Regions from separate parts of the Sus scrofa genome. Here region 2 is linked to region 1. The links are chromatin contacts, called in public HiChIP or PLAC-seq maps. All regions are on one chromosome and are shown on one strand. The core of a region is the stretch at or near the end of the contact, and the rest is flanking DNA. Distances in the headings are between cores, read along the strand shown.

Region 1 (6,125 bases), core at 3,593-6,092:
CCACATCTGCCGAGGACTCCACCCGACCTGAAGACTTATTTCCATCTCCTTCACTTTCCAAGGGAGTATCCTTGGAATTTCCCCCTTTTCCTTATTCTTAAACAAACAAACAAAAAAACACCTTGTCTATGAATTCTTATAGCCTCATAATTGTATATGACTGTCATGTCTATAATTCAAATTTTCCGTTCATTAAAACAATCAGTAGCAGAAGAGTAAGGAAAAGGGATAAGGTCGTGGGGCTTCTGTCTGACTTCTGGCTAAGATAAGATGCTGGCAGGGGATTTCTGATAGCAGGAAATGTTATGAGGAAGAAGGCTGACACTGAGATGGACATAGCAATACTCCCCGCCTTTGGCTCTCTATTCTTAGACATGAAGAAATGGAAATTTATGGGACCTGACAGCTAGGACATGGCACAGTAAGGATTAATAACAGTAAAGATGATTGCTGGTTATGTGATCAAGGCAGGACGGGAGCTCAGATCTGACACCAGGCCAGTGATATTCACATATACAATTTACCACTGGCCAATAAACAGGTTAGGTTCAGTGTAATACATTTTCTTTAAGCCAGTATACCCCAAATATTGTCACTTCAACATGCAATAAATATAAAATCATTACTGCAACAGTTCGTATTTTTTTCCTGCACTTTTTCTGGACTCTGGTGTGTAGTTTAGAGCAGCCACAAGAGTCCACACGTTCAGGTGGTGCATGTGGCCCCTGGCCTCCTTCTGGGAAGAGCAGCTCTAGGGGGCGGCTAAACTATTTGAGGGAATGAATCCCTTTGGCAAAGCCAACGGCTCCTTCTCAGAATGCGTTTACTCGAATGAGATCCAAGACATGAGATTATAAGGGAAGCAGTTACTCTGAATTAGTGTGTTCATTTTTTTTTCTTCTGAATATATACCCACAAGTGTGATTGCTGGATCATACGGTCACTCTATGTTTAGTTTTTTAAGGACCTTCCATAACTGCTTCACACACTGGCTGCACCCGTTTACATCCCACTAGCAGTGGGTGAGGGGGGACCAGTTTATCTTGAAACACAGTTGTCAAATTATTTTAAAAATCAGATTTTTAAAGACAACTTTCAGAATGGGAGAACATAGTTTCAAATGATGCAACCGACAAGGGCTTAATCTCTAGAATATATAAACAACTTATACAACCCAACAGCAAAAAAGCCAATCAATCAATGGAAAAATGGACAAAAGACCTGAATAGACATTTCTCCAAAGAAGATATACAGATGGCCAACAAACACATGAAAAAATGCTCAACATCGCTGATTATAAGAGAAATGCAAATCAAAACTACCATGAGATACCACCTCACACCAGTCAGAATGGCCATCATTAATAAATCCACAAATAACAAGTGCTGGAGGGGCTGTGGAGAAAAGGCAACCCTCCTGCACTGCTGGTGGGAATGTAAACTGGTACAGCCACTATGGAGAACAGTTTGGAGATACCTGAGAAATCTATACGTAGAACTTCCATATGACCCTGCAATCCCACTCTTGGGCATCTATCCAGACAAAACTCTACTTAAAAGAGACACATGCACCCGCATGTTCATTGCAGCACTATTCACAATAGCCAGGACATGGAAACAACCCAAATGTCCATCGACAGATGATTGGATTCGGAAGATGTGGTATATATACACAATGGAATACTACTCAGCCATAAAAAAAGAATGACATCATGCCCTTTGCAGCAACATGGATGGAACTAGAGACTCTCATCCTGAGTGAAATGAGCCAGAAAGACAAAGACAAATACCATATGATATCACTTAGAACTGGAATCTAATATCCAGCACAAATGAACATCTCCACAGAAAAGAAAATCATGGACTTGGAGAAGAGACTTGTGGCTGCCTGATGGGAGGGGGAAGGAGTGGGAGGGATCGGGAGCTTGGGCTTATCAGACACAACTTAGAATAGATTTACAAGGAGATCCTGCTGAATAGCATTGAGAACTTTGTCTAGATACTCATGTTGCAACAGAAGAAAGGGCGGGGGGAAAAATATAATTGTAATGTATACATGTAAGGATATCCTGACCCCCTTGCAGTACAGTGGGAAAATAAAAAATAAAAAATAAATAAAAATCAAATTATTTTCACTTGCGGTATTGTATATATGCATTCTTTTTTCTTAGGGCCACACCCACAGCATATGAAAGTTCCCATACTAGGGGTCAAATTGGATCTGCAGCTGCTGGCCTGCGCCAGAGCCACAGCAACCCAGGATCCGAGCCACATCTGCGACCTATACCACAGCTCAAGGCAACACCAGATCCCTAGCCCACTGAGCGAGGCCAGGGATAAAACTCACATCCTCATGAATACTAGTCAGATTTGCTTCCTCTGTGCCACAGTGGGAACTCCCTACATATGCATTCTTTAATAACATGAAATAACATCATCTAGAGACAGGCCTAATAATTATAATAATTTAAAATAAGATAATGAACCTAAACCATATTGAAAATCTACCTGAACCAACTGTCATGAGATGCTGCTATCTCTGATTTCACCTGGAAGTCAAGTTGCAAATCCTGCGAATACAGGACAGCATTTCAGATAGAGGTTAATGAGGTTGACGATACTGATAACTGAAGAATATACCATTTTTTAGTTCGAGGTTAATTTCAGTTAGAGGTTCATAAGCCTGTGTCATCCCCCCCCCATAAGCCCACAACCCCCTCCATTCTATGGAGGACCTGCTCCCATCAGTCCTTTGTCCCTTTCAATGGACGTTTCTCTACCCAAACATCCTTTCTCCCAAACACCATCCCTTGCAGGAGAGGTCGGTTTCGGGATTCTCTTCAACATGGTCATAAATTATTGACGTGCACGTGAGAAGCTCTTCATGTGTTCCTCTCAATTCTGCTTTTCTCTCTCTCCTGCCACGGGCTCTTTCTGTCCTCCCCGCTGCCCTCTTCAGTATCTTCCTCTACTATGAAGTTGTCAGGTGGTATATAAAGAATGGAACCCAACAAGAGATGGAAACAACAGTATCACCGGACTTTTCCTAGAAACCCTAGGGCCCACACGCACCGACATCCTTGTCACTGGACCACGGAGGACTGTGTCATCAGAATCCTCACACTGCCAAGGGCATGCGGCACCACTCCTGTTGGCGTGCGACCTAAACGGTCCATGTTTGAGACTACACCGTACAAAATGCCATCGTTGTGCGTTCAAATTAGCTCCCCCCCCAAACTTGTGTATCCATAAGCTTATGAAGGACAGCCTAAATTCTTTGAGTAAACAAGGGGAGAGGAGTTATGTTAGATTATTTACACTTAAAATAGGACTTTGATCTTAAGAGCTAATTTAATTTTTAAGATTTCGTTTGGCTCTGTGTTGTGGAACGCATTTGGTGGATCAAAACTAATAAAATAGAACAGGAAGGTTGCATCCGAGTATACTGTGCCGTATTAAGGCTGAGCGCTGTCTCATCAAACTTCTGTTTTATGTAAATATATAAACAGATACGATGTAGACATATATGTTACACAAATACATACATACGTGAATAATGTGTTGCAATGTAAAGTATTTTTCTCATTGTGCGTCAACAGTCAAAAAAAATGTGAAAATCCTATACCCTGCTGGTGAGACTGCAAATGGGCTCAGCTGCTGTGGAAACATTTAACAGATCCTCCAAAAGTTAAACACAGAATTACCAAATGACCCACTTTATGTATACACCCACAAAGAACTGAAAACAGGAACTCAAACAAAGGTATGTACATCCATGTTCATAGAAGCACTACTCCCAACAGCCAAAAGATGGCACAGCTCAAATGTCCATCAATGGTTGAAGGAATGAACAAATTATGGTCTATTCATACACTGGAATATTATCCAGCCATAAAAAGAACTGAAGTACAGAGACACGCTACATGGATAAGCCTATACTAAGAGAAGGAAGCCAGACATAAAGGTCCCATATTGTATGACTCTCTCTTTTTTTTTTGTCTTTTTGCTATTTCTTAGGCTGCTCCTGCGGCATATGGAGATTCCCAGGCTAGGGGTCTAATCGGAGCCGTAGCCACTGGCCTACACCAGAGCCACAGCAACGCGGGATCCGAGCCGCGTCTGCAACCTACACCACAGCTCACGGCAACGCCAGATCCTAACCCACTGAGCAAGGCCAAGGATCGAACCCACAACCTCATGGTTCCTAGTCGGATTCGTTAACCACTGCGCCACGATGGGAACTCCAGTATGACTCTCTTTTTAAGAAACATCAGAATATGTAAATCCATAAAAATACAAGATGCAGATCGGCTGTTGCCAGAGTGGGGAGATTTTACTCCCTTAATGGTTAAGGATTTTACTCTGGAGCAATGGGAATGTTTTGGAACTAGATGGAGGTGATGGTTGCACGCCATTGTGAATGTCACTTTAAAATGACTAACTTTATGTAATACTAACGTTGTTTCAAGAAATTATTTAAAGGGGGGGGGGGAATTGGAATGCCCTAGCTCCAAAAGGCTTGTTCTTGGGTCTATTTTTCTACTTGCATGGTGATCACTGGTGGTGCTGCTACATCGCCACCTAGTGGTGAAGGCGATGTCTGTCTGGAATTGAGGATACATTGCAGGGGGTTCAATGTTTGAAGCAAGTGAAGACCCAAGCCCTTAACTGAGGCCTCTACTTCACCAGTGCCCAGAGATGCACAGCGATAACCTTCAGCCCTCTTGAGCTTTAGACAGGGAAGAAGGACTCTTTCCAGTCCTGGCCCTGAAATAGTTCTCAAGAAGTCACTGAATCTGAGATTTGTCTGTGAACTGGGACCAGCACACCAGGTTTACTCTAAGGGTTCCTGGAGCATAGAGAATGCCCGTAGCAGGGAAAGGCTCACCAAGGGTGCGTTCCCTTCCCCAGCCTTCATCGTTGCTAAAGCTATTTGGGATGGACTTGTGAACCCCAACGAGATGAGCTGGACCTCTGAGGGGGCTCCCCTGCTTCAGATTGCCATTGCAAGAAAAATTAAGAGGCTGGCTGTCTGGAGCAAAGAGATGGATCTGGAGAGTATGAGTACAGGACCCAGAGCAAGAACTACACAAATGCGAAGCCCAGAGGTGAAAGCAGCAGGACCTGATCTAACAGGACAGGAAGAGGAAAGGCAAGATCTAGCAGACATTTGAGTCACTGCCACAAATGTTGGCTGGAAGTTCTTAATCATTGGGGGCGGGGGGCAAAATACACAAGGCAAAGTATTGGGGTATTTTTGCCAGTGGGTTTGCATGAAAGAGTCCACCTTCACAAAGTGTTCTATAAAACTGGAATGGAAGGCCACGGAACTGTGAGATGTAGTTACAAAAACCACCAGAAAAGACAGACACGCAATTGTGGGCTTTTCAAACAACAAGGCCGAAGGCTATCGGCAGCTCAAAGGGTCAAATAAGAACGTGGAGGAAGGAGGGTCGTGAAATGAATTCGAAACAAAACTGGGAAGAAAACTTACCAGGGCAAAAGGCACGTTTCCCATGGCAGAATATTCAAGATTTGTAAGGAAATGTCTCAAAGTGGTGTCATTTGGCTTCAGAAAACCACAGGAAATGAAAGCCAGACACTCTAAATACTCTTGAGAACGGGATGGGTGGATAGGGGATCGGCAGAAAAGAAAGTCCTGCCCGTGGGTTCGAGAGCCAGGGAAGCGGGGCTCCCCTTTCTGCAGCTGGCCTTTCTTGCTTCCTGCCGCCCCCTTCTCGGGGATGACTTTGCTCCTGTTTTTCTGCCACCAAATCCCCAAAGCCCCCGTCTCCTGTTAGATGGAGGAACTGCCTCTTCTGACCCCTTCTCGCCTTGCTGCTGGGCCCTCACTCCCCTGCTCTCTCAGCCTTTTTCTTTCTGTGAAGCCTTTCCCATTTTCTTCTTTTTTTCTTTTTCTTTTAGGAAGTTCCTAGGCTAGGGGGTCAAATGGGAGCTGCCGCTGCTGGCCTACGTCACAGACACAGCAACACGGGATCCTTCATCCACTGAGCGAGGCCAGGGATGGAACCCGCATCCTCATGGGTAGTAGTCAGGTTTATAACCTACTGAGCCACAGTGGGAGCTCCCTCCTGTCTTTATTCAAATGTTGAATGACTTTCCTCT
Region 2 (6,026 bases), core at 883-3,382, 370 kb before region 1:
GGCCAGGAATCCCACAACCTCATGGATACTAGTTGGGTTGTTACCACCGAGCCATTTTTAAGTGTCTAGTCCAGTGGCATTAATTGCATGATAAGCAACTGTCACCTCTATCTTTAAAAAAAAAATGTTTTTTTTTTTTTTTTTAATCATACCAAACAGAAACTCTATCCATTAGACAGCTCCCCATCTCCCCTCCCTTCAGCCCCTGGTAACCTCTGATATAGTTTCTGTATGTATTCAAATATTCCAGATACGTCATGTAAGTGAAATCATACAGTCTTTATCCTTTTGTGTCTGGCTTATTTCACTTTAATGTTTTCAGGGTTCATCCATGTTGTGGCATGTGTCAGAACCTTATTAATTTGTGTGTTAATCCCATCTTTCTAATTTATCCATGTAAGGGCTACTGAATCCCTTACATGGATATACCACTAAATTGTCTTTTTGAAATGAAATGGCAATAGTAGAGGGTAGTCTTTCTTCCTTCTCTTCTTCACTCCCTCTCTCCCTTTATTTTCTTTCTTCCTTCCTCCCCCTTCCTTTCTTCCTTCCCCCTCCCTCTCTCTTTCTTTCTTTCTTTTTCTCCCTCTCTCTCTCTTTCCCTTCCTTCCTTCCTTTCTTTCCCTTATTTGCAGAATTAAAAATTGTCCACCTTAAGACAGTCCCTGAAATTTTTAAAAAATCTTTACATTTCAATGAAAGCAAAGTCTGGGGACGATGCTCTAGGGCACATGGCATCCTTTGCAATGTGCTAGTTCATTTTGGCACCATCAACAAAGGTCTGTAACAAGGATTTATTAGGCTCAAAGGATGCTCAGTGACAGCTGTCTTTTTCCTCATTTATGTCTCTGGATGATGTGGAAGTTTCCATCAAGAGGAATACCTTTTCATTTCTTGGCCCTAGAGTTTTCCAAGGATGTGAAAGATGCTTTCCTGATGTGATGCAGTGATAGGACAGCAATGGGGACAAAGGTATACTTTACAACCAAGCAGAATGAAATACGGGAAGCAGCGAGAAGAGGGGATCAGTTAGGTTAGCTAAGTATGAGTAATTGGATCTCAGAGCATACTCGTTCCACCGTGCTGTGAGCCAGCAGGCCTGGACCATGGTGTTTTAAATTATGAGGCCAGGGTTCTCAGAAATAAAAGCAAGGTCAATATAGAAAGTTTGCAGCATTCCAAGTTTGTGTATATGAAATTAGAGTATCAGGCAGGTGATGTCTCAGATTCTTAGTCACTTAGGTCTACTTGGAGAAGCTACTAACTTTTTATATTTTTAGTGATTTTCCTCAGGTAGGTCCTGAACCTCCTTTCCCCATCTCTCAGAGTCCTTGCAGTGCCTGTCTCTGGAGGTTGAGATAAATGAGGACTCGACATGCCACGTTATGTTCACAGTGTAAGAAGACACGGTGCAGTGTATGTTGCAGTCACTTCCTAGAAAAGTAGCACAAGAGAATCAGCATCCCCGTGCTCCTGGAGCTGTGGGAATAGTGGAAGAAGGCCCTGCTGAATTTTCAGGGGCAGTGTTATGTCATGGGTGTGGTTATGATTAGAGAAGCAGTAGAAATAGAGGAGGAAATGAAAGAGCAAGAATGTTTTCATAAGAAAATCTCAGGAGATACACAGGAAGTTCCCTGAGACTTCTTCTAGCCCAAGCCCAAGACATTAAGTTCTAAGAAGTCATACATCTTGGTCAAGTCTCATAGGGACAAATTCTCCTTAGTTCTAGTCAGAGCTTTTTCTTCTGCACCAAAAGGAGAATAACTGCGCCAAAGACTGGGGGTGAGCTGGTGAAAGCATAAGGAGGTTGGTGTCCATCTGGTGGGTAATGAAAAACACACGTAAAGGCCCCATTATGAGCACTTAGTTTACCTGAATCTCCACTGTCAGTGTAAGGAAGCCACATGTTATTATTTGTCAATGTTGATAATGTTTCTTCTGATAATTATCAAGGATTAATTTTTCTTTATTAATGTGGAACCATTTAAGGCCATGGGAAGAGATGAGATTTAGATTTTTAAATAAGCATTCATGTTTATCCTGACTATGGTGTGCGAAGGGAGACAGTGTAGTCAACACTGAGCTCCCAGGGGTGTCTAAAGTCTCGTCCTCATCTGCTCACACGACAGGGCGTTTGTAACGTGACCCAGCTGCCTTAGTTCCTTTTTGGCGTTTCAGTGAATTCTTTTCAATGGTAGTGTTCTAGCCCTGTTCAGACTCTAGAGTAACCCAATTAGAGGTTACTTATTATCATTCCAAGTTATCTAAAGATAGCTAGGCTTTGTAAGATTGAGGAAATAGCATGATAGAGAAAAATTAGTCTCATGTCTGATTGTTCCTTCATAAGACTCTCAGTCGCGTTGCAGGCATGGCTTGAGCAGAAGGCTGTCTGTTTTGATCAAGGTAAGACCCTGGGAAAGGGGAGGGAAGTATGGAGACAGAAAAGAAAGCCCGCATTACTGAGTGTCCACTGTGTGCAGGCACTTTATATGTGCTTACTTAGGATTTTTACAATAATCCTGACATGGAGTGTTTGTTTGTTTGGTTTTTGTTTTTTAAGAATGAAATTTTTTTTTTTTTTTTTTTGCTATTTGCTTTTTAGGGCCACACCCACAACACATGGAGGTTCCCAGGTTAGAGGTCTAACCAAAGCTACAGCTGCCAGCCTGTGCCAGAGCCACAGCAACACCAGATCCAAGCCGCATCAGCGACCTAAACCACAGCTCATGGCAACGCCGGATCCTCAACCTGCTGCGTGAGGCCAGGATCAAACCCACAACCTCATGGTGCCTAGTCAGATTTGTTTCTGCCGCACCACGATGGGAACTCCTGAGATGGTTTTTTATTTTGACCTGCAGCTCTCTTAAATTCAGAGATGTGATCACACAGCAAAAGGCAAACTATAAAATCCTCTTTCAGTGGAGGTGCTAATTGTTTTTATGTTTTAGGTGAGAACGTTAAGATCAGAGAATCATGCATTTGATCCTGAGACTCGGAATTTCATTGTGCACAAAGTGGTCTTCTCTTACCAGGGATGTTCATGGATGAACACAGCTTCATCCACTTTCCACAGCTACTACGGAGTCCTGTTGAAGTGAGCTTGTATAACTGGGATATTTCAGTATTCCTTTTAAGGATATGATGAAGAACAGGGTCTGAGGGGCTTTCTCTGCCACTGAGAGTAGCAATTCTCCATCCTTTGCTTGTACTTTGACTTCCCTTCCTTGCATTAGTGCCACCTCATAGATACTTGTTTGTTTGTTATCTATGTATTTTATAAGAAAGTAAGCTTCATGAGTTGTGATGCAAGCACCCTGAGATCAGGAGCTTTATTCAGCCCCTAGAAGAAGGCCTGACACATAGTAGACCTGAGTATTTGATAGATTTGTTTTTTTGTTTTGCTTTGCTTTGCTTTTTTTTTTTTTTTTTTTTTTAGGGCCACACCTGCAGCATGTGGAAGTCCCCCTGGCTAGGGTTAGAATCAGAGCTTTAGCTTCCAGCCTACGCCATGACCACAGCCTCACACAAGGCATGATCCAAGCTATATCTGTGACCTACACCACAGCTCATGGAAATGCTGGATCCTTAACCCACTGAGAGAGGCCACAGGTTGAATCCGCATCCTCATGGATACTAGTCGGGTTCGTTACCACTGAACCCCAATAGATCTGTTAATGCCAGAAGTTTCTGAAGAGTTGGTAGCTCAGAATCAACATGCATCTTGACTAAACAACAAAACCAAAAAGGAGATTATTCACATAAAGAGAAATGTAAAACAGTGAATAAGCTGTGGAGAAGAGACAAGAAGGGGGAAAAAGAGGAATAGAGCCACTTAATCCAAATGCTCCAGAATTCTCTTCTCTTCAGTTCATAGGAAAACCATTTTTATGTTTTACATGCGAAAATGTTTGATGTGTCATCTCCTTCACCTGATAGTTACCCTAAAAAGGAATTTAAAAATAAGCATCAAAGAAAGCTTACCCATTTAAGCAGCAGTCAGAAAAGAGCTCAAAACGACAGTTTTCCTGTATGGCCACTGTTGTGTTGTCTGGGACTGATTGATGCCATTTTGGGAAAACATGGCGAAAAAGAAGTTGATGCTGAAGTGGGTGTGCTTCTGACTCCTCCTCCTCTTCTGAGCATGGCTGAATTGACCACCAGAAAAACATACACATCGGGGAAACCTGTGGCCTTGCTGGGATTCTCTGCAAGGGCTTGTTCACGTGCAAGATACTGAAAGGAATGTCTGCTAGATACTGTGCAGTGGGGCCACACTGGCACCCGAGGGCTAAAGGCGAGAGTGAACAGCGGGACAGCCTGAAAACCTTTCACTAGGAGTCCCCGTAGCTGCTGTGGCTTGGCAGTGTCTGTGGGGCTGGTGTTGGTTGACGTCCATCTCTCCAAGGATAGGGCTCAGCCTTGGCGTAGTTGGCAGCACCAAGAAGGTCCAGCCACACCAGGCCTCAGGGAGACTGCCCCAAGGTATTTATAGCCATGGCTTCCTCCCTGTTCTCCTCGGGTTGTTGGGTCACTGAGCCTCTTTCCTGCCTCGCAGCTTAAAGTCCTCAAGGAGACTTCTAATAACATCCAGGAAAAATCTTCTCTCCCATCCTCTTTAGGGATAAATCTGAGGTTTGGATAAAATCCTCAACCTATAAAGATGAGTAAATGGAAGATCCTCCTCACACAGTTCGGGATTCTACAAAAAGTTGCATAATCAAGGCAACAGAGTCTTACATTCAAGAACCATTCATACATTTACGGAATGTTTATTGATTACCTCTCGTGTACCTGACATTCTTCTAGATGTTTAGAATAGAGTGGTGAAAAAAAGTGATGAAAATCCCTGACTTCCTGGAACATATATTCTATCAGAGAGAAAATTAAAAAAAAAAAAGGAATGGAGAGAGACGTTCCCACGGTGGCTCAGGGGTTAACGAACCTGACTAGCATCCATGAGGACTCGGGTTCCATCCCTGGCCCTGCTCAGTGGGTTAAGGATCCTTCGTTGCCATGAGCTGTGGTGTAGGTTGCAGATGCGGCTCGGATCCCGAGTTGCTGTGGCTGTGGCGTAGGCCAGCTGCTATAGCTTGGATTGGACCCCTAGGCTGGGAACCTCTAAATGCCGTAGGTGTGGCCCTAAAAAAGACAAAAAGACAAAAAAAAAAAAAAAAAAAGGACAGGTGGAAAGAGGGAAATTTTAAATAACATCTGCTCTGCTCTGTTCTTTCAGAAAACACAAAGTTTTCTACAGCTATTAACTTGAGGTATGTACCGTCAGAGGCGTTCTGCATGAGTACAAGGAGGTTGGCACAGTGACGTTCATTGCAAGTTGTTCCTGATAGGAAAGTTTGCAGATAACCTCGACATCACTAGAGAAAAGGGTCAGTGAGGTTTGTTTAGTTTATAATGCCCAGTCACAGTGGTTTAGTGTGTAGCTCTGAGGCCAGGAGCCTGGGTTTTATTCAGCTGAACCACTCTAGTCTTGTGTTTTTACTTTCAGCTTTATTATGTAATTGACACACTGTGTGTAATTTAAGATGTACAGTGTGTTGATTTGATACACCTCCACCCTGCAAGGTGGTTACCGCTATAGTATTAGCCAGTACCACCATTATGGCACATTATTACCAATCCTTTTTGTGGTGAGGACATTTAAGACCTACTCTCTTGGCAGCTTTCACAGACATAACACAGTATTAACTATAGCTATGAGTTTGACTTGTGTAGATTCCACATATAAGTGAGGTCATTACAGGGTTTGTCTTTATTTCATTTATTTCACTTATCCTAATGCCTTGAAGTTTCGACCGTGTTGTTAAAAATGGCAGGATTTCCTTCTTTCTCACGTCTGAATAATATTCCATATTTCCCACATTTACACATCGACAGATGCATAGGTTGTTTTCATATCTCGGCTATTGTGAGTAATGCTTCAGTGAACATGGGAGTACAGATGCCTCTTCAACATCCTGTTTTCATTTTCTCTGGATATATTACCAGAAGTGGGATTACTGGAGCTTCTA

The links. HiChIP or PLAC-seq counts read pairs in DNA pulled down with a chosen protein or histone mark.
Region 2: a contact with region 1 is called in an H3K27ac HiChIP or PLAC-seq map of alveolar macrophages. The contact joins two enhancer-like sites. A contact is called at or near these places in 1 of 5 promoter capture datasets (liver), 1 of 47 Hi-C or Micro-C datasets (embryonic fibroblasts) and 1 of 2 datasets of contacts at active chromatin or transcription factors (alveolar macrophages).

Annotation. Positions count from the first base shown.
Region 1 is chr11:8,503,193-8,509,317 of Sscrofa11.1, reverse strand. No RefSeq gene overlaps it. Among named protein-coding and RNA genes, the nearest start is that of FRY, 12 kb to the left of the region's middle. Within about 2 kb of position 4,842, at least 11 of the 83 cell types and tissues checked have an H3K27ac peak or open chromatin away from gene starts, as enhancers often do. A contact at or near this core is called in alveolar macrophages, where this site is marked.
Region 2 is chr11:8,874,882-8,880,907 of Sscrofa11.1, reverse strand. The region is part of intron 2 of N4BP2L1 (NEDD4-binding protein 2-like 1); the gene reads left to right. Among named protein-coding and RNA genes, the nearest start is that of N4BP2L1, 12 kb to the left of the region's middle. Within about 2 kb of position 2,132, at least 1 of the 83 cell types and tissues checked has an H3K27ac peak or open chromatin away from gene starts, as enhancers often do. A contact at or near this core is called in alveolar macrophages, where this site is marked.